Linked DNA regions of Mus musculus: regions 1, 2 and 3 are each linked to region 4. A link is a contact called in public Hi-C and HiChIP or PLAC-seq data. All regions are on one chromosome and are shown on one strand. Each heading gives the region's core, a stretch centred on a gene start, on an enhancer-like site or on the middle of the called end of the contact. The rest is flanking DNA. Distances are from core to core; before and after follow the strand shown.

Evidence for each region. A called contact is a pair of places that touch in the nucleus more often than the background predicts. HiChIP or PLAC-seq counts read pairs in DNA pulled down with a chosen protein or histone mark.
Region 1: a Hi-C map of pre-megakaryocyte-erythroid progenitors shows a contact between it and region 4, with 6 times the contacts expected there. The contact joins two enhancer-like sites. A contact is called at or near these places in 1 of 15 datasets of contacts at CTCF or cohesin (large pre-B cells), 1 of 484 Hi-C or Micro-C datasets (pre-megakaryocyte-erythroid progenitors) and 2 of 115 datasets of contacts at active chromatin or transcription factors (T-cell acute lymphoblastic leukemia and large pre-B cells).
Region 2: an H3K27ac HiChIP or PLAC-seq map of acute myeloid leukemia shows a contact between it and region 4, with 5 times the contacts expected there. The contact joins two enhancer-like sites. A contact is called at or near these places in 2 of 115 datasets of contacts at active chromatin or transcription factors (acute myeloid leukemia and memory CD8 T cells).
Region 3: a contact with region 4 is called in an H3K4me3 HiChIP or PLAC-seq map of pro-B cells, with 2.5 times the contacts expected there. The contact joins two enhancer-like sites. A contact is called at or near these places in 1 of 15 datasets of contacts at CTCF or cohesin (pro-B cells), 1 of 484 Hi-C or Micro-C datasets (the HL-1 cell line) and 9 of 115 datasets of contacts at active chromatin or transcription factors (the 230-238 cell line, the SCID.adh cell line, bone marrow-derived macrophages and 5 more).

What each region holds. Positions count from the first base shown.
Region 1 is chrX:12,247,467-12,254,858 of GRCm38.p6, forward strand. No RefSeq gene overlaps it. Among named protein-coding and RNA genes, the nearest start is that of Gm14635, 100 kb to the right of the region's middle. Within about 2 kb of position 4,860, at least 125 of the 459 cell types and tissues checked have an H3K27ac peak or open chromatin away from gene starts, as enhancers often do. A contact at or near this core is called in T-cell acute lymphoblastic leukemia and pre-megakaryocyte-erythroid progenitors, where this site is marked.
Region 2 is chrX:12,102,051-12,108,430 of GRCm38.p6, forward strand. Gm46687 (a long non-coding RNA gene) reads left to right here. Exons shown (of 3, transcript XR_003953120.1): 2 at 1,589-1,707. It also overlaps a transcript of Bcor not described here. Among named protein-coding and RNA genes, the nearest start is that of Gm46687, 13 kb to the left of the region's middle. Within about 2 kb of position 3,396, at least 15 of the 459 cell types and tissues checked have an H3K27ac peak or open chromatin away from gene starts, as enhancers often do. A contact at or near this core is called in acute myeloid leukemia, where this site is marked.
Region 3 is chrX:12,121,218-12,127,611 of GRCm38.p6, forward strand. It overlaps a transcript of Bcor not described here. Among named protein-coding and RNA genes, the nearest start is that of Gm46687, 32 kb to the left of the region's middle. Within about 2 kb of position 2,039, at least 142 of the 459 cell types and tissues checked have an H3K27ac peak or open chromatin away from gene starts, as enhancers often do. A contact at or near this core is called in bone marrow-derived macrophages and pro-B cells, where this site is marked.
Region 4 is chrX:11,751,188-11,758,292 of GRCm38.p6, forward strand. No RefSeq gene overlaps it. Among named protein-coding and RNA genes, the nearest start is that of Gm26314, 96 kb to the right of the region's middle. Within about 2 kb of position 1,919, at least 105 of the 459 cell types and tissues checked have an H3K27ac peak or open chromatin away from gene starts, as enhancers often do. A contact at or near this core is called in T-cell acute lymphoblastic leukemia, acute myeloid leukemia, bone marrow-derived macrophages and 2 more, where this site is marked.

The DNA.
Region 1 (7,392 bases), core at 3,610-6,109, 500 kb after region 4:
TTGGGGTGTTCCCAACTTGGGTCTAATGGGAAGTCCAGGCCTGCGTGCTCTAGAGGAAAAGGCAGCATCTTTCCTTTTGGGGCCCCAGCCAGCCAGGATGCTGGTAGTTCTATCACTTCTGGTCTCCTAGGGCCAGAGCAGGACCAGTGGCTTTTTTTTAACACTGCTGGCTTGAAGACATATGCTCCTCCTCAAGTCTCAGATCGTTTTCTTTCCTTTCTTTTCTTCTGTGCATTTTGGTGGTAACTCCTATGTGTGCTTCCATGTGTATGTGGAAGGCACAAGTCGACGTTGGCTGTTGTTCCTTGGCTGTTCCTCGACTTTTCCTTTCCTCCCGCCTTCTCTTTGATGGCTTTTGTTGTCATTGTCATCCTTGTCTTTTCCGTCTGCTTTATTTTGAGACGGACTCTCACTTGGCCTGCTGACTTTGTTTATTTTTATATTATGTGCACTGGTGTTTTGCCTGTGTGCGTGTCAGTGTGAGGGTGTCCGATTCCCTGCAAGTGAACTTATAGACAGTTGTAAGCTGCCGTGCAGGTGCTGGGAATTGAACTCGGGTCCTCTGGAAGAGCAGTCAGCGTTCTTAACCAGCCCAATCAGAAGCTTTACATGAAAACAAAAGCCAACCAGCCTGGGTTCTGGGAAATCAAATGAAGGTCTTCATACCCTTTACACCCTGAGCTCTGGCCCGATCCCTGGCTTTTCTCCTTTGTGTGTCTGGACAAGATTTCATGGCCTTTAAAATTCAGATTGGCCTTTAGCTCAGTCTGTCATGGACGTGACCTTGGTCTCCTGATCCTCCTGCCTACCTACTAGGGCTGATCTTCCTGCCTGTGTGGAGCTCTGGTCCTCTGGAAGGAGCAGTAGCACTCCTAGCTGTGGAGTCCCTCTCCAATCTCACTGAGCAGAATTTTAGTGGTAAAGTAAGGATTGAGGGGATTGTCACAGAAATAAGCCCAAGTTTATAGCACAGCGTTGTCTTAGTGAACCTTGAGCTCATTCACTGCTTGGCCTTTATCAAATTACTTTTAAAAATGTTAAACTCCCTCTGTTATATGTGTATGAGTTTGTTTGGGTTTTTTTGTTTTTGTTTTTGGTTTTGGTTTTGGTTTGTTTTGTTTTTTGCCTGCAGGCATTTAAGTGCGTTACTTATGAAAGTCATAAGAGGGCTTTGGGTCCCCTGGAACTGAAGTTACAGTTGATTGTGAGACACAATATGGATGCTGGGAAGCAAAATCTGGGTCCTGTGCAAGAGCAATGAGTATCCAGACCCTTCCCAGCCTTCCCTGATCTTCCCATGCCCTCCTCCATCCATCCCTGACCTTCCCATGCCCTCCCTAGGCTCTTCCCAGATTTCCCTGAACTTCCCAGCCCCTTCCCATCCATCACTGACCTTCCCAGCACCCCCACCCCAGCCTCCTCTGTCCTTCCCAGGTTCTCCCCAATTCCCTGTCTGGCCTTGATAAGAAACACTGCTCGGTGAACCAAAGTTGGACACTCACCTCCTCTCTTCTTAAGGCCTCAAGACAACCTTCACTCATGCCCTGCTAAAAACAGATTACAGTAGTACCGAACCTGAGATTTTTTTTGCACCCAGAATTCGGAGTATGCTAGGCAAGCTCCCTGCCTACTGATTGCATATTCATCCCCTTACTATTTTGAGGCAGGGTCTCATGTGCCTCACCTAGTCTGGCCTTGAACTTGGTCTGTAGCTGAGGCTGACATGAACTTCTGAACCTTCTCTCCGCACCTCCAGAGTTCTAGGATTACAGGCATGCCCCAGCATGCCCTGCCAGAACTCTTGACGTCAGATCACCAGGCAAAGGTCCTGGGACTAGGAGCTTTCAGGAAGTAGTCTGGGATGCCTGAGGTATCTAGGAATTAGTGGTGTTCTGTGTGGTCTCACTGAGGGAAGCCAGGCGAAATCTGGCGACTCAGCCCTAACAGCCAGGGCTCTTGGCTCTAAGCAACAGGAAACAATTCTGGCTTATTTAAGCAGAAAAGGACTTTTATCAAAATGATCTTGGAGAACTCAAAAAATAACCAGGAGGGCTGGCGAGTGGTTTGGAAAGCAGACGGAACAAAGGAAGCCATGCAGCAGTCTGGATCGTGGTCCAAGTCTGGCCAATCGGGTGACAAGTCTCAAGTGAAGTCCATAAAATCTCGGCATATATTGTCATATGTGGACATGGAGATGGTCCCCGTTGCCCCAGTGCCATCTGCTGTCACAATGGATCTCTGTGTTCCTCACGCCTCTGTGTCAGCGGCCCCCCTGACTTCCAGGTCTTAGATGGAGGTATCTGATCAGTTGACCCTAAGCCGAAGACAACTGGAAGAGTAGCTGTCTGGTAGTTTTAACTCTGATGGGCAACAAATAAGGAGGGTTCTGTGAATGTGGCAGCAGGGCCTGAATGGTGGTTGGCTGTCCAACTACTCCTGGGGCAAAGGAGAATAGCTACAATTAGAAACCTTGCGTTTCCTTTTTCAATCCCTTCTCCTAGCAACCTTACATGAGCTGCTTCTGGTCTTTGGGTCTCAGTTGTATTTCACTGCCTACCATCCAGCCTCTGAGCCTGTGGCACGTGTAGTGTGGTGGCCTCTACTCTGCTCTGAGTTCTTGGGCAAAGACATGCTCCAAGATTGCGAAAGCTCCAAGTGCACTGAAGCCGCTGGGTGTGTGTAATGCACAAGAGTATGGGGTTTGTAGTGTAGAAACTGAAAGACCCTGTTCACCAGCCATGTGACCCTGGTGCATTCCTTAACTCCTTGGGACCTCAGCTTCCTTAGCTGTAAAATGGAGGTGTGGTATCAGGTCCTCCACCTCCTTTCTAACCCTGTGCTATGAAGCCTTCTTACTCCGAAGGATGGAAATCTAAAAACTACATCTCCCAGACACCTTTGCAGCTGGGGCTGCGGATGAGAATTCAATTTTGACAATTAGATACATTTGTGTGAGGTTTGGAAGGAAGGCATGAAGCAGACTGTCTTCGGCTCTGGCTGCAGTCGCTGGACACACTGTGTGGTTGGGGGTAGGGGGAGGGTATGTGGGGTTATGTGTGACAATATTTTGGCAATTGCTCAGCCGCTGATTCTTGTGGGTAGAGGCACAGGCTCTTGTGGCTCTTGAGAAAGGCCGTGGTGGCATGGGATCCTAATCATTAGATCTCAGCTGCAATCTGCAATCAGTGCAGCTCCCGCCCCCACCCCACCCCCCAACTCCCCTGCTTCTCACTTTCCTGCTAGTGGCAGAGAGGGCGGCAATCTTGGGGACCAATTCAATGGTAGTGTCTTGTGAGTTCAGAGACTGTTCCTCTCGGGCCTTCCAGGAATTTTGTGAGCACCTAATTTCCTGGAGTAATTTCCTATTCTTGCTTAAAATAGCTGGAAACATTCTCTGTTCCCTGCAATTGGATTCTAGCTGCGGGAGTTGATGACACTCCACGCTTGTGGGCCGGGTGTTGATGGAATGCTGTGGGCTAGTGGGCGCTGCCTAGTACACTGTTTATAAGGCCCTTGCAGACTGCTGGCAGTTTCCAAGAAAGGGTATGTCCGTTTGCACCCAGGACTAGCTGTGAGTGGAAGCCACCTCACATTTTACCAGCTCCTAGTCCTAGTTTTACATAGAGTTACTGGGGCAGAAAGCAGCCTGAGAGACTTCCGATTATTCCTGTGGGTCATCTGCGTCCTCAAGGCTGAACTGGTGTTTGCTTGTTTGGGAGCGAGAATCCCACCTCTTTGCAGAGTGATGACTGGCACCACAGAGGTGCCACAAACACCTGGGAAGAGAGAAAGTCAGCTGCCAAAGGCCACTCCCAGCCCCGTGCCCACCATGGACACTAGGATTACTACCTCCCTATTAATTGGTTATATTTGTGAAGCCTTCTCTTCTGTCCCTCTGCCAGCAAGTTTGAAGATCGACCTGAAGACAGATCTCTTTCTCTGGGGAATGACGAACATGCTCACTGCTGTGGGATGGGCATTTAAGAGTTTTCAGAGAAGCTAGCCTGTGGTATTTTGCCTGTAATCTGAATAGTAGCCATATTTGAGGCTAGGCTGGGCTACTTGAGACTCTGGTCTTAAGGGAACTAAACCAAAGTTTCCAGAGAAAAACCTGGAAAGAAAGGCAATTTTGTCCCGGAATTACCCGGGGGTTGTGTGTGTGTGTGTGTGTGTGTGTGTGTGTGTGTGTGGTGGATTTCAAAACCCAATGGTAGGTTTGGAGCCGCAGTCTCAGCCCAGGGGCTCTGGGGGCTCTGCTAGCCACTGAGGGAGGAGCAGAAAGTCTTTAGGGTCAGAGAAAAACAGAGCTGTGTGGAGTCTTCGAGCCCCACCAAGCTCTGGACAGATTGCTCCTTCCCCTCAAGGCTCAAATCTTTCAACTCTCCCCTTCACTACTCTCTTGGACCCAAACCTTTCAACTCTTCTCCCTCTCGGCTGGCTCGAATCCACCCAGCTTTCTTCCACACAATGGAAACTCATTGTGAAGTGACGGGCCTGGCAGGTGGCTCTCAGATCCCCCAGCTGGGTGGAAGCCGGATTGGGCTTGGCTTCCAGAACAATCCAGGATCTTCGCGGGGCTGGAAGATGAGTGGGAGGGATAAAGTGTTCCAGTGGCTTTCACCAGCCCCAGTCAACTGTGAGACCAGAGGAGGAGAGAGGGGGCAGATAAAGGCAGCTTTCTCCGGGCGTGCCCAGTTGGAGCTGGTGCGGTTTGAAGTTTTGTGTGGTTTGGCAAAGTTCCTTTTTTTTTTTTTTTTTTTTTTTTTTTTTTTGCTGTTTCGAAACTGCAGCAGTACACAGTGGCAAAGGTCACTGGACACCACAAGCTACCCCTGAAATGCAGGAGGTGGCGGGTCTTGTCAGGCGCATGTCCCAGGATACCAGGGCAAAGAGAGGCCAGGCAGGTCCTGGCCACACATCGAACTCCCAGGTCGCGCTTGAGAAAAAAAAAAAAAAAAAAAAAAGCCACCTCCCGGAAGGCAAGCGAGACAACGCTTTGGCTCTGGCGAGCTGAGCCGCTGCTGGCTGGGTGGCTCAACACAGCTAACTGGAAAGACGAACCTTCGCATTCGGATTCCATCTTTGGCCTCAAGGAGAAAGAGCGACGCTGGGGACACCGCCTGGAGCCTGCGCGCATAGCACCGGACGGCTCTTCCTCCCACCCCAGGCTTCCCGTTTAACCTTTAAAGTGCCGGAAAAATCTGCAGCCCAAGCGGGCTAGCCTTCCACCCGCTGAGGAGATACGGGTTCTCTGGAATTGGGCGTGGCAAGGCGGAGGTCACTGCAAAATAGAATCGGACACTCGTGCTGCTTGGGAGGGGAGACTAGGGAGTCTGGCAGGTCCCAGCGGGCTCACACCCTCCCAGGACCTTCCTGCCTCCGCTGAAGGTGGGGACTGAGAAGGAGGCAAGCGTGGAGAAAAGGACGTGGGAAGACACTGGTCACGGAGGAGACTATTTTTAGTCTTTGCTACAGCTGCGTGCGTTTCTCTGACGAACTAGTCAGGGACAATTCTCCTGGCTGAAAACAGTGTAAACTTTCCACGGGGAGTGGGGGTGGGGGTGGAGGGCAGTGTGGAGGTGACACAGGAGGGGTGGGGAGAGAGGTGGTTGGTGGTGCAGGAAAGGGACAGAGAGGGGGAAATCCCCGAATATTCCTCACAGACTTGACAGGAACACCAGAATCTCTCCTTGATAGAACAAGGTCCTCCAGCCTCCTCACCCCAAAGAGAGCTCAGCTTTCACCATAGATCTTCAAGGTGGGCACCCTCCCCCTTTTGTTTAATATCTTGGAGACCACACAGGCAAGATTGGGGACTTGTTCATCATGCCTTCTAACTGGGGACAATGCCTCCTGGGTGGCATCAGTCACAATCCAATCATTAAACAAATAACAAAGATCTCAAACAGGAAAATAGAAGTGGGGGAGGATCTAGAGCTAGATTCTTGGAGGGAAGGCTGTGTGTCCTGGTTATCTAGGTCAGTAGTGCCCACAGTGTGGTTCCAGGATCCCTCTGATAATCAGGGCCCTGAGATCCAGGACCTCTGAAAAGGCTTTTGTGATTACAAACCTAGGGGAGGCTGGGTTTTCATTAATCTAAGGCGACATGTCAGTACCCCAACTTAGTGGATGCTCCAGCAGCTGTCAAGAAGAGAGAGAGAGAGAGAGAGAGAAAGAAAGAAAGAAAGAAAGAAAGAAAGAGGAAAGATGCTTGCCACCACCGAGTCTGAGGACCTGAGTTCTTTCCACGCACGGGACTCCCATGGTGGAGGGGGAAAATCATCTTCCACAGGTTATCTCCTGACTGCCGGGGCACGTGAGCACAAACATACATATAACATTTATATGTCATTTACATTATATGCATGGGTGTTTTGCCTGCGTATGAGGTGACCAGAGGGTGTTCCATCCCTTGGGAATGGAATTACAGATAGTTGTAAGCTGCCATGTGGGTGTTGTGACTTGAACCCTGGGTCCTCTGGAAGAGCAGACAGCCATCTCTCCAGCTCCCATAAATGCAATTTTTAGAATTAAGAAGGGAAATGGAGCCGGGCCATGGTGTCACACGCCTTTAATCCCAGCACTCGGGAGGCAGAGGCAGGCAGATTTATGAGTTCGAGGCCAGCCTGGTCTACAGAGTGAGTTCCAGGACAGCCAGGGCTACACAGAGAAACCCTGTCTCGAAAAACCAAAAAAAAAAAAAAAAAAAAAAAGGGAAACGTTCAGGAGCTGGAATCTAGACTGATGCCAGAAGGTTACTATACACCTTAATTACCCATTGTTATGCTATAAATTATACCAACATTTAGTGACTGAAAGTAACAAAACCAAAGCCTGGGCTCATCCTCGGTACAGCAATAGAAATAAATAAATACTCCAGACACCAAAGAGGTTTATGAAATGTACAATATGTCACTTTCTAGATTTTGGGGGGGGGTTGGAAAAATAAAGTGTTTTTTTATTATTTATTCATATTTTTGTGGTTTGTTGTTTAGTTTTGATTTTTCTGAGACAGGATCTCACTCTGTAGCCCAAGCTGTCCTGGAATTCACTATGTAACTGAGTCTGGTCTTGAACTCCCAGCAGTTTCCACCTCCCAAGTGCTGGCTGAGATTAAAGGTGGGAGCTACCACATCAGTTCAGTGGAGTTCCGCAGAGCCTCCCTGGAGGTGGAGTGACTGTGAGTGGCCCAACCTCCATGTTGGGGAACAACCAGTGTCCTCTAGGAGAGCAACAGGTTCTCTTAACCTTAACCACTCAGCCATCTTGCCAACCCCTATTTGCATGGATTTTTGTTTTGTTTTGTTTTGTTTTTTTGGTTGGTTGGTTTTTGGTTTTTTTGTTTTGTTTTTGTTTTTGTTTTTGTTTTTGTTTTGTTTTTTAATATTTTTA
Region 2 (6,380 bases), core at 2,146-4,645, 350 kb after region 4:
TTCTTTCTTTCTTTCTTTCTTTCTTTCTTTCTTTCTTTCTCTCTTTCGTTTTCTGAGACCTGTAGCCCTGGCTGTCCTGGACCTCACTCTGTAGGCCAGGCTGGCCTTGAACTCAGAAATCCATCTGCCTCTGCCTCCCAAGTGCTGGGATTAAAGACGTGCGCCATCACTGCCCAGCATTCTTTAAAGTCAAAAAATACATACTTTATTCATTCAGTGTGTGTGTGTGTGTGTGTGTGTGTGTGTGTGTGTGTGTGTGTGTGTGTGTGTGCGTGCGCGCGCACTGGCTAGTTTTGTGTGTTAACCTGACACAAGCTGGAGTTATCACAGAGAAAGGAGCCTCCCTTGAAGAAATACCTCCAAGAGATCCAGCTGTAAGGCATTCTCTCAATTAGTGATCAGGAGGGGAGGGCCCATTATGGGTGGTGCCATCCCTGGGCTTGTAGTCCTGGTTCTATAAGAAAGCAAGCTGAGCAAGTCAGGGGAAGCAAGCCAGTAAATAACATCCCTCCATGGCCTCTGCATCCCCTCCTGCTTCCTGACCTGCGTTTGTTCCAGTCCTGACTTCCTTTGATGATGAACAGCAGTGTGGAAGTGTAAGCTGAATAAACCCTTTCCTCCCCAACTTGCTTCTGGGTCATGATGTTTGTGCAGGAATAGAAACCCTAAGAGTCTCTCTCTCTCTCTCTCTCTCTCTCTCTCTCTGTGTGTGTGTGTGTGTGTGTGTGTGTGTGTGCCCCCTATGTGGTCCTTTTGTAAGTCAAAGGTCAGAGGACAACCTTCAGGAGTCTTGGGTCCCAGAAATCAGACTCAAGCAAGTTCCTTCACCTGCTGAGCCATCTTGGGTCTTCTGTTTTTTCCACTGCTAGGACACCCAGACTAGCCACAGGTCTACTGGACATTTCAGGTTGGTCTTGAACTCCTGATCCTCAAGCACCCACTTTCTAAATGCTGGGATTAAAGGCATGCCCCAACATGTCTGTCTTAAATTTCTATTTATAACGTACCTGGTCTCCAGAATGCTATGCAGCAATAGAAAATGGCCCCCCACCAACTGTTCAGTAATGCAGCCCCAGAATCTTTGATCTTGCCAGCTCCTTTCACTGCTCCTCCTGCACCAAATCCAGTGACCTGCCTGCCCAGCAGAGCATTCTCTCAATGCTGCGGCAATGGCTGCCTGACTGCCTCCCTCTTTCAGCTGCTGCCCCTTTATAGTTTACTCCCCACCATGCAGCCCGTGGCTTATACCCCACCTACAAGATACACATGTACTGTGTGCAGAGGCCAGTCCAGGCACTGTCTACCCAAAGGGGACAAACCAAATAGCTGCCTTCAGGACACGTGTCTTCCAACAGGACAGATGGCAGCTAAATAATCAAGGTAGCAGGTCATCCAGAGATGGTGGACAATGGACACAACAGAAGACACGAGAGGACATGAAGAGCATGTAAGAAGTAGAACTTGGCATGATTCTGAGGTGACCAGAGGAAGCCTTGTGTGATCCAGAGTGCGGAGGTGGCACATGTAGGCCACAGAGTATGTGTGGAGATCAAAGGACAACTTACCAGCATTGATTCTCTCCCGCCAGGGACTGAACTCAGGCCGTTCAGTTTGGCAGCAAGCTCCATTTGCACACTGAAACACCTCACCAGTCCAAGGCCTTTTCCAGACCCGGAATGGAAGGAAGGTGGAAAAAAGTGAAAGGAGGTGAGTCAAGTGGATTTCTGCAGGAAGAAATCCTGCAGAAAAGTAGAGACAGCACAGGCACAGGCAGGGCAAAGATGCTGTCAGAGGAGGATGCTTGCTCTAAGTAAGGGGTGGGGGGTGGGGGCCTAGGATCCTAACAATACTACAATAAAAACTACAATAGGAGGAAGGACCAGGGGAAAAGGGAGGCAGAACCTGTGGCCAGAATTTTATAGTGATTCAAGGTATTCACTGGAGATAAAGATAACAGGCCTCTGCCAGCCCTCCTGGGCAACCCCAGACCTTCATTCAAGAGTTGTTTTCAGCCCCTAGTCACCTTGGGGCCCACCTAGAAGCTGGTCCTGGTCACTTTCCCTCAGTCCCCTTTGTCCAGTCACCCAGGGCTCTATTCTGAAAGCACTGGTTACCAAGAGCCCTTCTCCAGACCACTGTCCAGGCCCCTAGTTAGAGTGGCACCAATTCACACTCCCCCTCCTCTCAGCGCTGCCCTCATGGTCCTAGGTTGGCTCACCCAGCTTGTGCTAAATTAGGAGGCTCATTCTTCTGCATGGTGGGCTGTCGGGAGTGCCAGGGGCTTCAGAGGAAGATGACTGATGCCAACCTTTGCCTCACCCACACATACAAACAACACATATACGCGTATGTTTCTGTCCTGTTCTCCCACCTCATATTTGGTTGAGGATGAAACCGAAGGCCTCACAGATAGTAAGCATGAATTTTTAACAATAAGCTCCACTCTCAAGACTCCGAAGGCATGGGCGTTCCTCTTCTGCTCCTCCTTATTGTTGTTTGGTTACTTTGGTTTTGTCTCCTTGGCTAAGGTTTTTGTTTTGTTTTGTTTTTTGTTGTTTTTTTTTTCGGGGGGGGACGACAGGTTCTCAAGTGGCCCATGCTGGTTTGAACTTCTGACTCTCCTGACAGCTCCCTATACCTCTCAGTGTCATAGATGTTCGCCAGCACCTCATCTGTGTGTGTGTGTGTGTGTGTGTGTGTGTGGTGTGTTGCTAGGGATCAAAGCCCAGGCTCTACCAGGCAACTAGTCTACCAACTGAGTCACTTTCTTGCTCAGTCTTTAATCTGCTTTTTCCAGCCCTCCACTGGCCTCCAAGAACAAACCCTAAACCCTAAACCCAAACTAGGGCTATTACTTGACTTCTTTGGGTAGTCCAGGCGACCTGCATTCGTGTATATGTGGCCTCTTTTCTACTGCAGAGAGCTCATGAGACCAACAACACACAAATATTTCTTTGTTTGTAAAACGTTAATCCAAGCCCCTGACTTTGTACCCGAAGAAACAGGGCTAGCTATTGGAGTGTGTGAGTCTAGAGTCTCCCTGGCTCTTGTTCCTTAGCTGCTAGGCCTCAGATACCCCTTGATCTAGCTGCTGGTCCCCTCTGGATGACTGACCATGATTTTTGTAAGAGATGGACAATAGGTCTATGGTTTTCCAGTTTTATATTCCTTGAAGGCAGGATCCAGTGGATGCCTTTTTATGTCCCCTCCCTCCTCACTCTCATGTCTACATACCCCTACCAGAAGGGACAACTTCATGAGCTGTGATGTCATAGGAACCTCCTTCCTCCCAGGCCGGAAGGGCAACAGAAGATTGCCACTGCATAGGGTGTCAACTGGCTTGTGGTCAGTGCTGGATATTCTTAGCAGCCTTCGGTCACCATCCTGAGAATTCAAAGTCCCCTGTCACTAGGGCTTAGCTCCCTGCCCCCTCCAGTGCAGGGGAGTTTTCTATTTCTAGGCACACAAGTCAGAGTACTGAGTAACAGGGAACGTGCTGATTTAGGAAGCCCAAGCTTTGGGGCACAGCCCAGCGACACACTTAGCCTGTTGCTGCCCACCGCTGCCCCAGGCCTGACTGACCGGCCAGACTGTTTGGAAAACATGCTCTGGTTTAGCAGAGAGGCATGGCATGGTGGGAGCTCTGGCCACAGCACAGCGGTTATCACGTCTGACCTCATTCCTGGGGCCTGAGGCAACTCTGAGGTCTGCATGTCTCTTACACTTACTAATCTTCCTTCAAAGATACCCACCATGAGTCTAGCTGCAAAACTGAATAAGGGGTGTGGGCATTACTAATCCCTGGCTGGGTCCTCTCCTCAGAGCCCCCAGTGAACTCTACCTCTGGATGAAACCTTGGCACCACTAGAGACAGCACGGTGGGAGGGCTGAAGCTATAGAATGGCGGCTTGCTCCAGCCAGCTGAACACACTGGAGGTTTCTGACAAGCTGTGGGGAAAGCCTAATGGAGTCTCAGGATGGAACCCACGCAGAACCCAACTGCTGTACAGAAGTCTCGCTGCTGCAGCACATGCTAGCTCCTGTCGACTGTGCTTGTTGATGATGCTACCAAAGCTACTTCCCTTGGGCCGTACCCAGAAGTGGGGCCATTTGATGTCCACCTCTGCATGCCGTCTATTTGCATTGGTGTCTTTTCTTCCCCTTTCTCATTTCTCTTGGGGCAGCTGTGTCTGCAAACTCATGCTATCAGTCCTTGATTTCCCTGGCTTCAGGAGGGCTAGAATAAAACCTGGAAGGAGACAGAGGCTGGGATGGGGAGACAATTTGGGGGGATATAGGAGGGACAAAAATGGTCCATCGTACCAAGTCCCTGTAATTATCTCACACCTGTCGTTATAGTGCCCAAGTAGTGGAGGAAGGATGGTAAGCTAGCTCAGCATAAGGTCTCAAAACAGAACAGAGAAGCTATGTCAGTCAGTCTGCTCTATGGAGTGAATTTCAGGACAGCCAGGGCTAAACAGAGATCCTGTCTCAAATTATTATTAGTATTAGTATTATTACTGTTACTATTATTTACATGAGCAGCTGTGGAATGAGGAAGGAGCATGGTCCTTGAAGAGAGGTTCTGATGGGAAACCCCTTCAGAATCTCTGTGGAGGGGACAGAGAGATGATCAGTCCGGGAAAACACCTGCCTCACAACCGGATGACCTGAGTCTACTCCTCAGAATCCATGATAGAAGGAAAGAATGGGAATCCAACAGGAGCATCATGCACAGGGGTGCCCTGTCCACATCACACTCACACACACACACACACACACACACACACACACACACACACAGAGAGAGAGAGAGAGAGAGAGAGAGAGAGAGAGAGCGAGACAGAGAGAAAGAGAGACAGACAGAGAGACAGAGAGAGAGCAAAAACAACAACAATAACAACAACAACAGAATCCTAATAGGGTTCTTTGAAATTTCGGACTGCAGGCTTCTGAACTAGGACCTGAAAGGACCGTGAAGATTCTGAAATGAGTTCTGCTCTGTAACTATTTTCTGTACACTCCCTATGTACGTGTCTGCGAAGGACTGAGATGCTCATTCCAAGGAGACTGCTCTGGAAAGACAGAGAGAGGAAGTCAGATGGAATATGGAGGGCTGTAGCTGGGAGGTGACAAAGGCAGGTGTGGACAGTCTGCACTGTCCCGTTCGTGGAGACAACACAACAAACTCCACTTACAATGGATGAGCCCAGGGAAAGACAGGTAGCAAAGATAGGCGAGGTGGTCCCAGAAGCCTGCTGTGTGCCCAGCAATGACATCTTACAGACAACAGACACTTGAGCGGCTAACTGGGAAAAGTTCCTGCTTGCGGGAGAAATTGAAAATGGAGGATGTGAGGCCTAGTCAGAGGTTTTTCTCACTGACCTTCAGGTAAGCAGATGAGACAATAGTAGTTACAACTGTTACAATAGTAACAGTTGTATTCACAGTTGCATCCCATCCAAGGTGAGAGACTGGGTCACCTCAGAGTCCATCCAAGAAGGCATGGGTTCTTGACAGAACCTCCTGGCAAGGGAGGAAGAGAGTATGTTTTTATGCTAATGTCCTAGTACCCTAGAATGTGACCTTATGGGAAACCATGGCCCTTAAGCTAAAATGCTATCAAGAGGGTAGACCCTAATATACCTTGACTTCTGTCCTAGAGGAAGAGGACACAGGCACACACAGAGAGAAGACCATGAGAGCACAGTTAGAAGGTGCCCACCTACAAGCCAAGACCTCACAAAGAACCAAGCGCATTGACACTCTGCTTTGATTTCCAGACCTCAAAGCCACTGGGTCTATCACCAGCACCCAGGTACTCTGCCAATGGAAGTATGAGCAGACCAATGAGCAGATCAGAACAGGGCGAAACCTATAGCTGCCCCCTAGAATTTGGGCAGCCTTAATAACTTGCTCTGAACACCAGGAATGTTCCCAAAGCGGTACTGCGAGACTTCTAAGGTGCCAGGCTATTCTCCCTGACAGTTATGACTCCATCTCTATGAGCTAGCTAGCCCTGATATATCCAGCAGAAGAACTGACGAGACAACCACCCAACTGTGAGGATATGTCCACGTCTTAGTTTGTTTTCAGTTGCCATAACAATACACAGGCCATCAGGGAACATATTAAAGAAGAGAGGCAAGCTGGGTGTGGTGGCACATGCACCCAGCACTCAGAAGGCAGAAGGCCTTTGAGTTAAAGGCCAACCTGCTCTACAAACTGAGTTCCAGGCTAGACAGACCTACATAGCAAGACAGTATTGAGCGAGAGAGAGAGAGAGAGAGAGAGAGAGAGAGAGAGAGAGAGATTCAATTAAATGTGTGTACCTAAGGCAGTTGTGAGTCACCAAGTGGGTGCTGAGAACCAAACCCCAG
Region 3 (6,394 bases), core at 789-3,288, 370 kb after region 4:
AGTGGGGAATGTATTACTCTGTAACAGTTTAAGATGAAGTTAAATTGATTCAGACCTCTGAAAGGCTGCTGAATCCCTTGCAATAGGAATGTTAAATAAATGTTGTGCTTTTGAAAGCCTGCCTTCTGATATAGATGTTCATTAAGACCACTGGGTCTTTTGATTTTTCTTTGGGCTTTGGCTTCTTCAAGGTAAAACTAGTTTTCCAACCCTCTCTTTTTTGGACAGAATTTTTATTTTTTTTCCTTTTTCTTTGTACCTATGCTGACAATTGTGCGCAGGAAGCTGGGAGCAGTGATCCTGCAGAGAAGCAGAGATGGATGAGAGAGTCACGGTCTTCCCTCAACACACTTTGATAGCCTTAGAATTTTTTGCCATATGCTACCCTGGCACCCATCTGTAATCCCAGCATTCAGTGGGTAGAGGCAGAAGGATCAGGAGTCTAAAGCCAACCTCAGCACCATGAGACCCTATCTGAAAACAATGACATTTTTTTGGTCACGTGCAGGTGTTACCCCCTACCATTTTCAATTAATATGATCTAGTTATCTAGGCAGAATCTTGGGGAAGGAAAACATAGGACACCAGCCCCCAAGTCCCCACTTAGAAGATTGGGCAGAAGGTGTTTGTATGTAAGTGGAGCATCGATAAAAACACACCACTGAATTATAGCTTAAAAAAATACAGTCTTGGCCGAGCAGTAACGGCACACGGGAGGCATGAGCAGGCAGATCTCTGTGAGTTCGAGGCCAGCCTGGACTACAGATCGAGTTCCAGGACGGTCAGGGCTACACAGAGAAATTCTGCCTCAAAACTGACCCCAGACCCCCCAACCTCCCCCTGCCCAAAAAATTCTTGGGGTTGAGAAAGGGTTCAGTGTTGTACAACACAGGGGTCTGAGTTTAGATCTGTAGTACCTATATATAAACCGAGTGTATCGCCCTGCGCCTTTGACTAAAATGGCTGAGGCAGGGAGATTCTGAGTTCAAAGCCAGCCTAGACCCTGTCTCAAAAGAAAAAACTATAAAAGTGACTAAGGCTACAGCTCAGTGCTTAAGGAACTTACCTAGCATATATGAGACTCTGAGTTCAATCCTCCAGTACTCGGTGGGATAAGGAAAAAGAGAAAGAAATAAAAAAGTCCTCTGTAGTTGTAGCCTGCTGTTTCAGCTACACAACAAGCTGAGTTAGGAGGACTGAGCTCTGGGCAGCACAAGACCCTGTTTCAAAACATACACATGAGCAGGCCAGGGTGACATGTAACCCCAGGACTTAAGTTCAACAATAGCCTGGGCTAGGATCTAATTCTAAGGCAGGTTGGGCTAAGAGCTAAGAGCCCCCCCCCCAACAAAGACTTTCTCCCAGCTTTTGTGTGAAAGGAAGCAGAATCTTGGAAACCTGAGGTGTTACTCCTACTCCCTTGCAAGAGCCATCAGTAGTATTAAACAGACCAGAGACCAGAGCTAAAGGTAGTGGGCGAATGACTCTGCTCACCGGTGACCCATGAAGAAGCATGTGATTTGACACCCATCCCCCCCCACCTCCTATTTGTATTTCTAGGGAACGTCTGCTTGCGTAAGGGAACACAGAGCACGATCGGACTTTTATTCAGCATAGGATCGAAGTTACCAAGTGTTCACCACTACTCAAATCCCAAAGCTACCAGTCAGGGAACTCAGGCCATGCTCAGTCCCGGGGCCACTCGAAAGAAGGGAAGGGCTCCTGCTCTTTGACAATTTACTCTCTCTCGGAGAGCTCGCGCAGAAGCCTGCAACTATCCACCAGACCAGAATGAGGAAGTACTGTTCTCAGAGGACTGCGGAGGGGCAGGAGGGCTGGCTTAGACTTAAGCTGGCTGAGGAGGGGGGGTGCCCAAATTTGGGGGCAAGGAGGTCTGAGTAGTGGGCTGGAGAGGGCGCACTGCCAGCTCTAGCTGGCTCAGAGCCAGGGAGTCTGACTGAACTTGGGCCAGCCCTGTTGGCCCACAGACTCAGTACGCTAACTGCCTGAGTACTCCCAGCCTCTTTGTTTGCACTTCCCCACAGTTCCCCGGTAGTGTTTAGGAATGCGCTTTGAAGGTTCCAGCGCGTTTCGCCAGTGCGTAGGGAAACCAAGAGCAAAGGCTGGGCCCAGGCCAGATGGCTCGAAGGAGGGCACCTGTGATCACACTGAAACACCCCAAGGGGCAAGTCGAATCTAGGGGGCACAGAGGGAGTGTGCCCAGGGAAGGGGGATGTATTTAAGCCAGTTCAAATTCTCTGCTGGGGGACTCCCTCACAATTCCAAACCTTGGAGATTTCCAAGTTTGTTTTGTTCAGGGAGGCAGTATTCCCTTATCGAGTTCCAGAAAGAGCGGGGGGGGGGCGGGGGGAGGGGAGGGGAGAAGAGGAGAGGAGAGGAGAGGAGAGGAGAGGAGAGGAGAGGAGAGGAGAGGAGAGGAGAGAGAGAGAGCGCTGGAGGGGGGCAGTGCAAGCTTCCCTTTTCTCTCGGTCTGGGGCTAGTCTCTCGGTCAGGCTAGTCCTGACTTGAAAAGCTGCCTTCTTGATTTGCATCAAAATCTCTCTGGCCTGGCCCCCAGGGGAAATAAAGTTAGGCAGGCTTTCCAAGGAAGGGGGAAGTAAAGGACCCATGTGACCCCTGCCACCATCCAAACAGAACAATCTGGAAGGCCCTGGAGCTTGGTCCGGGTTTAGGTTGGAAGCAGAGAGGTCCCTGGCCCCAAGAGGCTGGTAGCCTCATCTTCCTCCTGGAATCCAGCTGCAGGCGCAGGGGCAGGGTAACAGTGACGCTCAGGGAGTGGCTGATTTCCTTCTCCACGTCCTCAGAAGCTCACCCACAGTCCTTTATGTCCTTTGTTATTTTGCACATAAAAGGAAGGAGTCGCCCCTGCTGGGTCATTTGAGGAGTCTAGCACTTGTGGCCCCAGATGTCCAGCATACTGCTTTGCGTAAGGCAAGTGCTTAATAAATGCTAACTGGTTAAAATAGTGAGCCAGAAAGAAACCCTTTCTCCAACCAAAAGTGCTCTAACTCTTGGTACCAACCAGAAGTGCTTGGTACTTGGTTTTACTTTTTGTCCAGTTGATCAAATGTTTTCACCCTCTGAATTCATGAGGGCTTAAAGAAGACCCCAAGATCTTTCTAGATCCACAACCACCACCTTTGTTCGCAAACTAGTCCTTTAGCCCTAGTTCTGATCATCGGGATCCTGCCACCTAGGCCTAGGCTTCAGCTGATCGATCATTCTCTTGTTCTCCCGTGCCTCGTCAGGGTAACTTTACCATACACACTCAGTCACTGGATTCTTTGACACATCTGTTCCTTTCTGTCTCCGCGGCCATTTATACAGTCCCAGCTCCTGAGTACACACACAGGCCTGTGGCACATGAGCAATGACTCCAAAGCCACAAAGGGCACTTGGATCTCCCCCCCACCCCCGCACCCCCTCCCCACCCCCTGCAGCCAGTGTTGTCTAGAGCTCAGATAAACCTCCCTCTTGCTTCCAGATGATGACAAGGCCTGGGTTTAGGGGCCTGTGGTCTCTGGATTTCCCCCTTAGTTCCCATTTCCCCTTATTTCCTTGTGGCCATTGATGTGGTGTCTGAAGCTCTGCTTAGGGTAAACAAAGTGATCAGACGGCTCCCTTTCTTCCCGCTCTCAGAAAAGTCACTTTCCCTGCTTAAGTAATGACTGCCTTTTCCTCCCAGCCTCCTCTCAACCCACATATATTTAGTGTAAGCTGCCCTGGGTAGAGTTTAATTAGGTACCAACTCACCCAGGGGCAAATACCAAGGACCCCTCTCAGGCTGAACAAATGGGACCTATGCTTGATGTAGCCAGCCTACCCCTGGCTGATAAGTGACTGGCGGCTAGCAGGTAGAGGGCTGTCCATTCTGAGCTAATGATTGCCTTAGGCACCAAGTGATGGAAAATCCTGGCAGGCTGGCAAGCTGCAGGGCTAAGCCAGGGACAATTGTATGGACCAGTTTAACATGGCTGCAGGGAGGGATGGCAGAAGGAATGCAGCCTGTGTGTGTGTGTGTGTGTGCGCATACACGCACATGTGCGAGTGCTTGCTTGCTTGTGTGTGTACATGTGTGTGCATGTGTATGCGCATGCATGTGTGTGCCTTTTCTCTCCAGTCTCCCTGCTACCTTTCCCTAGCCCATACTCTTTCCTACCATTTTTCTCTTCTGTTTCTAGCCCACACGAGTTGAAATTAGAAAGGTCTTTGAATTCATTTATTTGTTTTAATAAAGACAGCATTTTAAGCAGCATATTTGCAGCACTTGAGTGTTAAACTAAACACCAAGCCAGCTAAATGTGTTAGGGGGACATGAAAAGTCAGTTTACAAGAAACATATAATTAACGCGGTCTTTGACTTTCTCTAAGCTTTTGTCTGGCGCAGGACAAGACAGAGGCGCCATAATCAACTTTAAATAAATGAAAGATCGCATCCAGGCGAAAGGGGGACAAAAAAGTTTGGAGTGGAAAACAAAGGCCAAAGAAGGAATTTGGAGCATTGGAATAAATATGCTTAGAAATACATCTTTTGTTCCTTTCCGTGTAGTCAATATCCATTTTCTCCTTCCCAATTGGAAGGTTCTGGACTATACCTGTGAACAGCCACAGAAGCACAGGCCTGGTGGGGGAAGGGAGGTGAAATGAGGCACCCACAGGAAACGCATGGGAGTTTCAAGAGGTTGATAAATCCAGGCTAATGGAAATTACTATTGCACAACCCGGGAGTCTTCACGTGGCCTGACTTCCAATAAATGGTTCCCCTCCTCACCCCTTGGAGAAAGTGAAATAAGACATTAGACTTTCAATAATCTCATATGGTGATGATCAATCAAAACCCAGAGGAGAAGGCCAATTTATAGAAATTGTATCTGCTTCACTGGGCGAGTGGAACCAGGGAGCTGAAAAGAACACTGTGGTCGCCTTTGATGTGTGAAGTTGCTCCCAAATGACAAACGCCAAAAAGCACTGCCTGTACACATGGGGTCTTTTCAAAGAGGGTGCTCCACAGAGGCCCGTCTTGGGCCGCTCACTGTGGGGACCTGCTTAAAGGGAAAGCACATGGTTAGGCCACATCAAAGCCACTCCTTTCTATTATCTGTTGGTTAGTTTAAGTTGGAGTTGCCATCTTTCTTATTTGTTTTATCGCCACTGAAGTTTATTTGCTGAATTAACTTTTAATGGACCCTCGACTTTGTTCTTCAGAGTTACCTTCTAATACTTGGGCCTTTTTAGCTGGGCTCCTCCAGGCTTTGTGATCAGGTTGCCTTTGTGACCCTAGGCCCCCATTCCCTCCACCCGGATCCTGGAGGTGAAGAGCTCAGCCTCTGTTAACTCCTTGACTGCTGGTGTCTTTTTGTGTGTGTGGCTACTAATCACCTCCTGTTGATCACTGCCAAGTTCTCAGGTTGGAGGAAGGAAAAAGGATCTCTTGACCATTCTGACTGGCTTTCCACATGAGCCTGAAAATGTCGACAAATTTGAAACATCTGCCGGGCTGCTTTGGTCTGATTGCTAAAATATGCCGACCTCAAGCCCCCTACCCCCGCCCTTTTTAATCTGTTTCATATTCACAAATTAAGCATTTAGTCTGGGTAATAAATCAGGGCGGTTTACGAGGCTCACACGAGACAAACAAGCGAGAAGGGCGCAACACAAGCCCTTGGAAGAGGAGCTGCCAGAGCTGAGAGCTCCACGCACTGGACCGTCTAGGGCAGCCCTGGCGCGCCCCGAAAGGCCTCCCGCACCCACTCTCTGGCGGATCGGGGAGAGAGCCAGGTGGAGGATAGAGATGAGCAGTCCTAGCCTAGGCCCACGCTCCGGGAACCCTCCACGAGAACCTGGTGTGCCTGGCCTGCCCCAGCTCCAAGCACCTCGGCGCCCCTGCCCTGCCAGGAAGCTGCTGCTGGCAAAGGAGACCACCTCACCTCACACACGCCCTGTGGTGGGCCTATTAAGTCTCTCCCGACAGAGAAGACTGAATCCCCTCCCCCACCCTCTCCTATCCGGCTGGGCTCAGCCTTATAGATTCCAAGCCTAGACTAACCGAGGAAGCAGAAGAGTGCCCACACATGACTGCCACCAAGCCTGGGCATTAACCTCTCTGCGCCCCGACCTTTCCCCCGCTCCCCTACCCAGGTTTCGAACCCAAGTAGCCACAAAGCTACGTTCAGATTTAAATGCAAAGCGGATGGCGCCTTTTGAGCGGATAGAGGCTTTACAGGGGAGTTGAGAAAGGGACCAAAGACGCAAACGGGACCTGTCCCTGCTGCAGAAACCCAAGCCCCAGCTTTTAGTGGCCACGCAAACTCGAGGGGTTTTTATTTGTGCGTTTCCCGCCCTCCCCGGATCACCCGTGAGAAGCGGACCTGGA
Region 4 (7,105 bases), core at 669-3,168:
CCATTGGTAACTCCTCTTCCAGGGGATCCAATGATCTGTTTTGGTATCCTCTGGTGCTACCTGCAGGTGGCTCAACAATATACATGCAGGTAAAACACTTATACATATGAAAATTTTAAAAATTGATTCGCAAGACCCTATTTCTAAGAAAATAAACTAGAGACGAAACTCAACAGTAGAGCAACTGCTTAGTATGTGCAAGGCAATGATCCTCAGCTGACGCACACATAACAAGCCCTTCCCTAGCCAACATGCCTTAAAGAGCTCCACATAGCTTTTCCATTGCTTGGCTCTGCTGAGACATCCATCCATGGCTTTGTTTGCTATCTAGCCTCCCCACTGGAGTGGAAGAATACTGAGGATAGGGGCGGCCTTCTTCATCACTCAATCCTTATGCCTAAACCTGAGACCAGAACATAGCAGGTTCTCAAGAAATACTGGTCGCTGGTCAGTATTGGTGCGCGCCTTTAATCCCAGCACTCGGGAGGCAGGGTCAGGAGGATCCCTGTGAGTTTGAGGCCAGCCTGGTCTACAGAATGAGTTCAAGGACAGCCAGCATTGTCACACAGAGAAACTCTGTCAGGAAGGAAGAAAGGAAGGAAGGGAGGAAGGGAGGGAGGGAGGGAGGGAGGGAGGGAGGGAGGGAGGGAAGAAAGAAGGAAAGAAGGAAAGAAGGAAAGAAGGAAAGAAGGAAAGAAGGAAAGAAGGAAAGAAGGAAAGAAGGAAGGAAGGAAGGAAAGAAGAAGGAAAGAAGGAAAGAGAAATACTGGTAAGAATGAATGGGTACGGCCACATCCACCAGCCTCATAAACACGTGGCTGGAACTGAGAGGAAGCCCCTGGGCACCTGGAATGGAACAGCTAGACTGACCATGCCCTTCCCCATACCCCACCCCAGTTTCTGCCGTCCTTAGAAAAGGCCCCAGACTAGAAGCTTGATGTTGCCCTGTTTCCTGGGACCCCTCCTGTTACACACAAGCTCTGTGCTGTTATGTGCCCACCCCCATTGTCACCTAAGAATCTATAATAAATAGACCACTCTCTAAAACTCACCCTCTGCGTCTATGGATTTCATTCTTCAAATTCTCAAGACAAGAACCCAAACGCCACTGACTCAGGGTGTCTTGGATAGCTGTGGAGTTTCCAGAACTCTAGCTTCCTGAGAAAGGTCCCATTGTTCTCAGAGACACCACAAAATTCCTGTATTGCACACACTCTAAATGCAAATTTGTTTTCATTTTTTGTTGTTGTTTTCAGTTTTGTTGTTGTTGTTGTTGTTGTTGCTGCTGCTGCTGCTGCTGTTTTAAGACAGCGTCTTAAAGACAGAAGCTAGCCCTGGCTGGCCTGAAACTCATTGCGTAGACCAGACTAGCCCGTAACTCATAGAAATCCACTGGCCTCTGAAATACAAAAAGGCCACATCTAAACTCTTTGTGTAGAGTTTGAGCAGACTAATGTTCCAGGGAGCACATGGGAGGCCTGAGCGATGGGAAGGGATTGCCATGGTTCCTGGCCCTGTGAGGTTTAGGAGAAGCACAGGAGGTAGCCAGCCAGAAAGACCTACTTGGCAGAAAGCCTAGGAAGAATTTAGCGCTAACTTTACCAGTCGGACCTTTGAAAGGACAAAGGATCAGGGCAGTGGTGTAAGTGGCTTATCCAGCACATTGGTTCTGTAGCTCCTGAGGACAGGACTCAGAAAAACTCTGACACCCCTCCACCTCCCACCTCCCACCTCCCACCCCAGTTGCTGTCACCCAACCCTCCTAGACGGCCAACATCAAGGCTTCACTTACAGATGCAAAGAAAACGGATGTAGCCCAACTTTCTCTCATTTCTGTTTGCCTCTATTGTGGGCATGCCTAGCGCTGTGGAGGTGGTCAGCTAAGAGCTGCATCTGCCAAGATCTCACAGGGGCGAAATGAGATTTCAGTTGCTTCTTGTGTTTCAACCTCTTTTCTGATCTGGGAGGAGGAAGAAAGCCAACCCACGTGGGTGACTCAGAAAACAAGCCTAGATAAGAGCATATTGACAGGCCCAGCTAGCAGGCCCCTCATTCACACCGGCTTCAAAGACAAACACTTTCCGTTTGTCGATTTGTTTTAGGCCCTTGCCGAATCTGCAACTCTGTGGCCTTGACTCTAAAAATAAATCTCCTGCAGTAATGACGAGGCAAAGAGGAAGGCGTGCAGAGAAGGAAAAGAGGAGGGAGGCAAAGAAAAGACAGGCCAGGAGAGAAACTGAATACCAAAACAGGAAGAAGGGATGTGGGGAACTCACCCCGGTGGCTTCCTCCAGAGCAACAGCTAGGCGCATTGCAAAAGCCATCAGCAGGACCAGCTGTGGCCTGCAGGGCCCTGCGGTTGATCAGAACCTAACCTGGGAGAAGGGTGGGGGAGGGGGAGGGAGGAGGGATGGAGACAGACAGTCCTAGTGAGCCATTTTGCCTTCAACCTGCTGCTCTCTGTAGCCCACCAACCAATAAATATCTCAGTGACACTGGGAGCCTATTAGAAATGCAGGTTCTCCAGCACCTCCAGAGACCCTCAGAAGCACACCACGGGTAAGGATGAGCCTTAATACCATTGGAGATGGAAAAGGCAGCCAGGGTCCCTGGGGGTGTCACTGAATGTAACCCAACTGAGGCTCTTCACTTTTTTCATTCCAGACAAAGAAAAAGTTGAGCCTTCCCCTCCCTGCCCTCATGGGGAAGATGGTGCCTAAAACTTTGATTACAATAAAGGAACAGCAAGCACCTCAGTTCAGTGTCTGGGTCTTGTCGATCAGTCCACAGTGTTAGAAGGTGTCTGTTTAGCACCTGGACCCAGGATCCTTAGGAGGTTCTTAGGTTCATGATCACCTGGCACTGATGTAACTTGCCACTCCCAAGGGTCCCTCTGGGACCTCAGTCTGAAATGCTCCCTGCCTCCTCTTTGTGACTGGGGCTTTTGATTCATGCCTTAATTCCTGCATCCTGTCCTTCACTAGAGCCTGGCTAATGCTTACAAACCTGTCCTTACTGTTTTCATTAGTTCTCCAAAGAGACTGTCTATCCTCCTTGCTGCCTCTGTGCTTAGACACTGTTATTTAGTGTGGATTCCAGGTCCCCCCCACTCTTGCACAGGCTGGGCAGGTGAGCAGGCAGACCATTGTTTAGATGCTGAGCAGGTGACAAATAGTTATGACTGTTCTTCACTAGAATTCTAAATAGTGGCTGTCACTCTTCATTGACTATAAAATGTACAAATGTGAATGATAAGAAAGAACGTAACTGTGGCCCATCTTATCAAATTTATTTTAGCTGTGCTTTAAAATCAATTTAATTTGTAAATTATTCATGGCATGTAGCAACTTGCACATCTAAACCCTAGGCTTTTCAAGATTGCCCTAACTTTTCCTAGACGTTTGTAGATTTTTTTATCATTTTTTTATTACAAGAGTAATGCATATCTATTTTAGAAAATGTGGATACTACAGATAAGCAAAACTAATTATTTCATTATTATCACCTTTAATCCTATGACCAAGAAATAATCACTGGTAACATTTGGGTGTATATCCATCAGTCCGTTTTTATTCTGTACACATGCATGTGAACGGCTCACTTGCTCTCTCCTTCTAAAGTCAATGTGTGTGTGCTAGCTTGATTCCACCAATTCTTTCCCCTTTGTACTGGAGTCCACGGCCCCAGTGTCATCATGTTCTAAAGCCAATTCATATTGTAAGACTCTGGCAAGCCTTAGCTTACCACGTGGAGCTGGAATCAATGCAAAAAGCAAGAGGAATTTATTGTTCCAGTGCACTGGGGTCGTCCCAGACCTGAAGAAGAGGCGGTGACCCCCAATGGCCCATTCAGCAAATTTTTATATGGTTTCCAGGGGTGGAATAGAGCATCAGCAACTAGGCACAATAGGATTGGCAGAATAGTGCACCCTTTAAACTGATTGGTCTCTAGGGAATGAGGTAGTAGGGGCTTACTCAGCCTCTCCCTTCTGGTCTATGTGCTCTCTGGCCTGTCTCTTCCAGGAGGGAAGATCGGTCCAGTGGAATTTTCTAATGGCTAAGCTTACCTCTTCAATATCAGCTCACCGGAACAAATTCTGTGCACTTCTTTCTACCTCTGCTGCATTTAGCAACTGCAGGTTGTTGGTGTTTGGGGTCAGCCATGTTGGAATATGTTCCCCACCAAGGTTTTGGATTTCTTTTACTTTGCACACACACATCCTGCCCCAGACACTCAGGTGTTAGCATACCCTGCATTGCATTTACAGATACCAAGGGCTGGCTTCAAGAGCATGAACACTAAGCAAGCAGTCAGCCAGAGCCTACAGTCACAGTGGCCTCGTGGATGGTTTAATGCTGGGTTGCCTATATCTTGTAATTCTTAATTAGTTTACTTCTCAACCTGTGTTCCATAACTGAGGCTGCCAAGCCAACAGAGCATGTGCATGTGTAAGGGAGCTATGTACCATATGTATGCTGACCTTTCTGGTGGCTTCATTAGATTGCAGTGTTCACTGTGGCCCCAAGTATGGAGTTCAGGTGAGCCCATAAGGCATGGGAGCTCAGAGGGACTGGAAATCAGTACAAGGTAAGCATGTTACATCCACAATTGAGGGAAAGGCAGTTGATAGCCTATGGGGGCAGCATTTTCCATTTCAGAGGAAGAAAGGCACAGGAACAAAATCAAACCAAAACCAAAACCAAAACAAATGATCATGAACCAAGCAGGGGAAAAGACGAAAAAAGATACTGTTGGGCCAGCAAGATGGTTCAGTGAAGTAAAGATGCCTGCTGCCAAGTCTAATGACCTGAGTTCAATCCACATGAACCATATGGAGGATGGAGAGAACCAACTTTTTTTCTGACAACCACATATTGGAAATGGTATCCATGTGCAGCCCCTATCCAAAGTATACCAAAGAAAACTAAGTGTAATTCAAGTAAGGCTGCCAGATTGGTGGTACATGGCTTTATCTAAGCTTTATTTATATGTGTGTATGTATGTATGTATGTATGTATGTATGTATGAATGAATTATATGTGTATGTATTTTTGAGGAAGTATTTAATTGTGTAGCTCTGTCTCAAAGGCAGGAGAATATCTATGAGTTTGGGGCCAGCCTGGTCTACATAGCAATTTCAGGCCAGCCAGAGCTATAAAATGAAATACTGCCTCAAAAATACATAAATACATACAAACATACATACATACAAACATGCATACATACATACATACAAACGAACAAATAAACAATGCTCTTTCGGTAGGGGAGCTGCTGGGGAGTCTTATGAATGTTAGAGAAGTACTCTATCACTGAGCCCTATCCTCAGACCCTATTTTTTCCCTTTGCATTGCTTTTGTGTATCAATCAGCCACTTCTGTCACAAATGGTGACAGAGAAGGAAGGTGAAAGATGAGGTGACTTATAGTCTCCTTTACTCTAACCCTTCCTTACTCACAAGTAAGCTGCAAGCAGAGTGGGTAGAAGGCAAACCAGTGAGGAAGTCAAAGAGATCAGTTGAGTGAGTTTTCTGCTGCCTTTCTTGCATTCTGGTAAGAACAAAATACATATGCATGTACGAGCAATGGAGCACAAATTGTGCAATTCCGGTGATGCTGCAAACTAGTTAAATGCTCTTATATTTGCATTTAAAACTGACAGCACACACTATATGGATGAATGGTACATTCGTGTTAATAACTTAAATTTTCTAATTTTTTTTTGCTTAGAAACTCATTAACTAGCAAATAAACACCATAAGTCAAAAGAGGGTGCATGGAAGAAAGGTGGGGAAAGCTTTATATGTATGTCAATGTCAGCTGCAGTTCAAATGTTTGTGCCCCCTCCAAAATTCATGTTCCTCTCCAAGGCAGTGGCATTAAGAGATACATCCTTTAGGAGGTATGAAGGCTAAGCCCAACTGTCAACTTGATGAGATCCAGATTCCCCTGGGATACAGGCCTCTGTCTGTGGAGGGTTATCTTAAGTAGGTTAATTGAGGTGAGGGACCTGCCTGCTCTGGGTGGTACCATTCCCTGGGCTGAGATCCTTGACTGTCTAAAATGGAGAAAGTGAACTGAGCACCAGCATTCATTTCTCTCATAATGCCTACAATGTAAGTAAGGTAAGTGGCTGCTTCAGGCTCCTGCTGCCACCTTGATTTCTCCACCTGTAAACGGTGAGCCAAAATAAATCCTTCCTACCTTAAGTTGCTTTTGTGAGAGTATTTTACCATAGCAACTAGAAAAGTAACTGAGAGATGTGACTAAGACAGGTGACTGAGCCATGTGGACTCAGTCTTCAGAAATGGGATTACATGGCCTTACAAAAGCATTTGAAGGACCGTGTTTGCCCCCTTCGGTTGCTACGTGTGCGGTCATATGGGGGGGGCACAGTGCTCCCCTCCATAGGACACAGCAACAGAGGTACCATCTTGGAGTTGAGATAAGACTCTTACCAGATCCCAAACCTATTCTTATCTTGATCTTTGTTTGGGTCTATGCCTCCAAAATTGTAAGAAACAAATTTCTTTTGGTTATAAATGATCCACCTCAGGTGACTGTACCATAGCAGCACAAAGCAAACTCAGCCAGAGTCTTTAGGTTTCCTATTAGGTTTTTGTTTCCTAACCTTGGCCCCTATGTCTTCATTTTCACTGGGTCTTTCAAACTGCAAAGCCAGCTCTGACCTTCCCACTCTCCCCAATGAAGGACAGAGTCTGTTTCTCTACCCTTTGAATTTACACCAGACATCAGCTTGTAAGTACCATGTACGTGTGTACATGGCCTCTATGGATGTGAGTCTGCAAGCATGTGAACACAAATATACATACAAGCACATGCACAGTCTTAGTTACTTTTCTATGATATGATAAAAGATCGTGATCAAAGCAGCTTATAAAGGAAAAGATTTAACTTGGTGCCTTAGTTAGGGTTTTACTGCTGTGAACAGACACCATGACCAAGGCAACTCATATAAAGGACACTATTTAATTGGGGCTGGCTTACAGGTTCAGAGGTTCAGTTCATTATCATCAAGGTGGGAACATGGCAGCATCCAGGCAGGCATGGTGCAGGAGCAGCTGAGGATTCTAAATCTTCATTTG